Linked DNA regions of Cricetulus griseus: region 2 is linked to region 1. A link is a contact called in public Hi-C data. All regions are on one chromosome and are shown on one strand. The core of a region is the stretch at or near the end of the contact, and the rest is flanking DNA. Distances in the headings are between cores, read along the strand shown.

Evidence for each region. Hi-C and Micro-C count contacts between places; a contact is called where the count stands out from the background.
Region 2: a contact with region 1 is called in a Hi-C map of liver, with 4 times the contacts expected there. The contact joins two enhancer-like sites. A contact is called at or near these places in 4 of 8 Hi-C or Micro-C datasets (the CHL-YN cell line, the CHO-K1 cell line, fibroblasts and 1 more).

Annotation. Positions count from the first base shown.
Region 1 is chr2:319,967,828-319,970,584 of CriGri-PICRH-1.0, reverse strand. No RefSeq gene overlaps it. Among named protein-coding and RNA genes, the nearest start is that of Pik3r1, 250 kb to the left of the region's middle. Within about 2 kb of position 1,429, at least 1 of the 6 cell types and tissues checked has open chromatin away from gene starts, as enhancers often do.
Region 2 is chr2:320,152,359-320,155,058 of CriGri-PICRH-1.0, reverse strand. The region is part of intron 7 of Pik3r1 (phosphatidylinositol 3-kinase regulatory subunit alpha); the gene reads left to right. Among named protein-coding and RNA genes, the nearest start is that of Pik3r1, 69 kb to the left of the region's middle. Within about 2 kb of position 1,303, at least 2 of the 6 cell types and tissues checked have open chromatin away from gene starts, as enhancers often do.

The DNA.
Region 1 (2,757 bases), core at 180-2,679:
AAGGTCAATTCAGAACAGGCTTGCTCCACAAACAAAGATAGGGAAATGATAAGGAAGAAAAGGAAAAAAAAAGTATGTATGTTCTCAGGGCTATTGCTGTATCAGGAAATTCTGAATGAGAATTCCCACAAATGGTCCATCCTTGACCTAGTCACAGATCCTTTGTATGACTGTCTCCAACCAAGTACATGGATGCCATATCCAGACTATGAAGGATGACAAAGACTGGGTATCACTCATCTTTGTCATAGTCCCTAAACCCAGTCATTCCATCTGCAGGGCAGCCTCCTTTCTTATTTCCACAAGCCTGTGTATTGCCACTTTAAATCAGGGGCAGCCACCTCTTAGCCCCCAACCTCCACATCAACTCCACACTACTGATGGAGACTATCCCCAAAAGGATTGCATATGGGCATATGGGCTACCTATTGGCTGGACTTGGACAGCTTGAAGAGTGTCAGGCTTTGCTATGAAGGATCTCCAGATGAGCTCCCTTCTAAAATGGATTTCCAGACTCTACTTCTGCTAATTCTGCAGTCATAGGTTTGGGACAGCACCTCAGATGAGCTTGCTATGAAGGCTAATACTTCAAAAAACACCCAAGCAATTGCTAAGTAATTAAAAGAGAGTGAATGAACCACATAAGACCATTAAACAGTATTTCCCAAGTTCATATCACTAGGACAATCGCTGACATCCATGTTAAGAATGCCAGTTTCTGGGCCTCCCTAAGATCTCATACTAGCCAACTCCAGGATCAGCATCTGGGAAATCTCATGACTGCACTGGCTTCCTAGATGAGTCTACTAATGGGATTTGGGAGAATACTACCACAAGAAGTGGTGGTTTTTACAGTCCTCACAGTATTCACTTTCTGGTGAAGAAGAAACTTGAGTACACCACATCAAAGTAAGTACACAGATTCCCATTGTCTCAAGGTAACTGTTCCTTTACTGTAGTGCCATTTTAGAGAAAATTAGTACTCTTGGTTATTACTCAAAAGACACTCCCTGTAAACAGCCTAGCAGTGGGGATGCCAATGACTTTTAGCATACTCAGGTGGGATTTCTGAAGATTCAATGATAGATACAGTGTGAACATCAACCAAAGAGGGAAAACAGTATTATTTAAGCAACAAGCACTTATTGCATAAATATCAGCCCTGGAATATTCTAAATGATGGCTTTTTAGTTTCATATGCTTGATGTAGTTTGGGAATATTGACATATTTCCAAGATTTCCTTCTGCTTCCTCCCTCCTGCCCTCATGATAAAGCCTTGGGGCTGGTAAATATCTTCAAAGTAATGCTTGGTAATTTTAAGCAAGTTTGGTTAATATGTCTTTCTTTGTTTAACTTGTTGCATGCACTATGGCCTGACATTGAATTTCTTAACAGACCAGAAGTTTTCAAATGTGCAAGCCTTCTGTGCCTGGGGAAAAAGGGTGAACTTTTGCCTTTGTAATAAGATATGCTCCAATTACCAACTTTAGCAATTTAATATAGTTGAATAATAACTAAATGAGACACTTTGTCATTCAGTCATTATTCAAGCTTCTGTTGGGGGAGAAATGAGGGGTTGTGGAAGGTCAGCTTACTCTTGGGGCAAGCTCAGTCTTAGAAATTGACTCTGAGAAATTTCTGAAAAAAATTACAAAAATCTTTAAAAGTCCAGAAAGCACAGCTCAAACTATATTTTATAAAATAAGATTATAAGGTATCATAAAGAGATAAGTTGACATTTTAAAATGACAGAGTACTATGTGTTTTATTTTTGCATTTGAAAAGGGTGGTGGTGGTATAAAGCAATCATCTAGATATTTGATCTAATAGGTGCCCTGTGGACAGAGATGGTCCAGAGGACTTTGCTTTCCTATTGGCCACAGATATGTGTACATTTCCCTCCACCCCACCTTGCAGTTCCCTTCAAAGAAACACTCCAGTATCCATTACAAGGTTTCTATATTTGCATCTTAATTTGATATGTACAAGACTTGTCTATGGGGAAATATTTATTTATGTATGAAGCTTAGAGAAGCCAAAAGTTTTCATCGGCTTGATTTAGACTCAGGTTTGGTTGCTTGTCTTTGTTTTTTTTCAGATGTACTACAGGCCAAATTGTTGTTGTAGCTGGACCTAAGACACCTTGGAAAATTAAAAGATTAATTTATGTACTTAGAATACATATATTATTGTGTCCTAGAGTGTCATGACAGAGATAATGTTGTCATTCAGGAAGGCTGCCTGTCCCTGTGGCATGAAATGAGGGCCACCTCAGTATGACAGAAGCAGCTCTCAGAAAAGATGGCTTTTTGGCCAGGATATCCATGTTGTGATCTCCACAGTCGCACACCCCATTTAATTCCTGAGTGAACATTCCTACCAAAGCAGCCATAGATGCTTCCTGACATCATACCTTCAGAGTCTTAGAAGGTCCATAACTGCTTCCTGGACCAGGGAGGTGATTGATGTCAAGAGGATTCAGGTAGACCTGCAAAAGCAGCTCTGGAAAGAGCAGGAAGTCCTAAGAGGCATGGACCCTACTGAAGAGAGGCCCTACCTCTCTTCCCAACTCTGGATGATGCAATCCCCAAGGCTTCATTTTAAAACCACTGACTAGGTTAAGAAAACAAACCACAGGCCATATAATCTCTAAGTCTGAGACTCTTATGACTTCAAAGCATCTTTACAATTGCTGACATTTTCAGTGTTCCTTGCTGTAGGTTTCTTTTTTTTTTTCTTCTAGAGCATTCTGAAAC
Region 2 (2,700 bases), core at 54-2,553, 180 kb before region 1:
ATCAGATTTACATTGTAATCTCTAGGAGGTTCTAAGGTAGATCCAGGTATGCTTAAGAAGCCACTGTGTCTCTTTCTCCCAGCTCTTTTTTAGAGCAGGGCGATCATAGAAATAGAAAACAAATTTATTTTTCTTAAGCTAAAAGGAGAAAACAAAAAAGCCAGAGTTTTGTTATACTATGCATTTTTTTTTTTTGGTAACCTAAAATTAGAAAGTAAATTCCATTTCTTATCTGTTTTTACTTTCCATGACCAAGGAAAGCTAAGAGCAGACGATGGAGTTTAGGACCAAACATCTGAAGGATGAGTTCTTTTTTTTTTTTTTTTTCTTTCTCCCCTATAGCATGAAGGAATTTGCCTGAGGTCATATCTAAATTGTTGTTATGTTTTGAGATTTGGGGACTTTTGTGACGTTTAGTTATGTTCAAAAGGTTAAAGTGGGAACTTCTGTGTGGATGCGATGGGAACTTTCCTAGGAAAAGTCTTGAGTTTTTTTCTGGCCAGCCAACAATCCTAAACCTAGTTAGTTGTAACTTTCTCAAATAAAGGGCTGGAAGGGAGGTATGTCCTTCTCTGTCCTGTCTTTTGCCACGCCTAGTCGGCAGTTAACCCAGTGCAGACACACCTCTTAGAAAGTCTGATTAGAAAGTCCTAGGACCTTGAAGGTGAGCTGAAGTTAACCTCTTGAAAATCTGGGCTTGCATGGGGCGGCCAGCCGGTGTGCGAAGCTCTCTGTGAAGGGCTTTCCTGTTACACCTGCGGGGCCAACTGTGCCAATGTGTGGGAGGAGGTGGACACGAGAGTGAGGCACCCTGTTCTGGACTGTTCCGAGAGGTTCAGGCCTTCACAAACGCGGCTTTGATTCTATTTTTTGCTGAACTAGCTGGGCCATTTCCTGTGCCGCTTCACTGCGGGCCACTTGAGCCCCCGGAGCGGAGGTTGCCAGGGCATACAGGCACCATGGCCACCAGGAGGATTATTTTCAGCACCCCCTTACAATGAATGCCCTTCTCATTTCTAGGGCGAAAACGAGCAAGTTAGTCTTGCCTCGGCCACTTGTCAGCCTGATGACAACTTTGACTTTGACTTGGGTGCCCCTCCCCCTCCCCAAATCCCTAGCTCAGCAAATATTTGAACCTGCCCAAGTTAATCATGAAGCCGCGATCTTTATCTGAGAGAGACGTGCGAACGCCCGCCGGGGCTCCTTTCTTCCCCGGAGCAGTAGCGCGACCCAGGGGGGCTCTGCTCGCTGAGCTGGGGACGTGCTGCCTGGGCGGGGCGCGGGGCGGAGGGACCGGCTGCAGACTAGCCTGGGGGAGCCGGCGGCCTGGCTGAGAGTCAGCGCGCCCCCGCCTCGCGCGCTCTCCAGCTAGGCTCGCTACTGCCGGTACCGGGCGGGCGGGGGAGCCTGGGGGTTGGTCCCACTTGGTGGAAGAACAGCTTCTTTGGCTTTTTTTTTTTTTTTTTTTTTTCTCGGTGGGATACTGGCAGTTCAAAGCGAAACCGCTGAAATGCATAACCTGCAAAGTAAGTCGCTTTTCATTTATGCACTTCTGTGCACCGGGCTCTTTATCTGCAAGCCTGTCCTCTCTAGTTTGGCGTGTGTGTGTGTGTGTGTGTGTGTGTGTGTGTGTGTGTGTGTGTGTGTGTGTGTGTGTGTGTGTGTGTGTGTGTGTGTGTGTGTGTGTGTGTGTGTGTTGTGTACGCGCGCGCTGCCTGGGGAGAACAGATGGGCGATTAGGGGAGACACTCCCTTCTGTCCTGGGGGAGGGGGGCACTGTGGGGAAGAGATGGGGTTTGGGTTTGGAGTTTAGAAAGTAAGGGTCAGGAAGTTGGGACCAAGCCAGAACTTGCAGAGAACATGGAAAATCACCTGTCTCTCTGACCTGCCCCTTGGGTCCCCTTGCCACATGGCAACAGAAGTCTGCAGCTAGGCTGCCTGTAGGAGTGCTGCACACTGGCCCTTTGGGCTGACCGGTGGATTATACTGCCAAGGGGACTTATCTCTTTTACTTTGGGGAGAAGACTCAACATTTTTATTTAACCATTTTTAAAAAAAAAAAAAAAAACTTATCTAAGGACATACTTCATCACCACTTTTACCATTTTTATTTGAATTTTAGTTTAGATTTAAATTTTAGTTTAGATTTATTTAAACCTATAGGCAAATAGAGAAGCGTGAACTGGAAGAGATAGGGTTGAGTCTAACTGTCTCCAATAATGCAGAAATGCCCTAGAGAGGGGACTCTAATGGACAGCAGCCAGGGAACAGAATGCCTTGCTCTATTTCTAATGCTATGTGATTCCAAATGTGATAGAAATCTAACAGGGCTTCCGTGTTCCATAAATCTTCACATGGATGCATAACATCCACAGCCACAAAGCCCACTCTAGTTTTTAAAATGAAACCACATTTACACTGGAGCAGTACCCCTCCGTAATCGGGAGCTTCTAGCTCACAGTGGCAGTGGACCTCAAGCTCCAGTTGTGGTGACAGAATTACATACAAAATGATTTAAAGAACCAAAATAAATCATTAGATTTGTAGGGAAATTGATTTCTTTATATTGAACACTGCTAAGAAGGAATATTGTCCCCCGAGTAAGGCACTGAGCTGAAAGAAAGAATGGGGGAGGGCAGAGAGAGAGAGAGAGAGAGAGAGAGAGAGAGAGAGAGAGAGAGAGAGAGATTACATCACCTT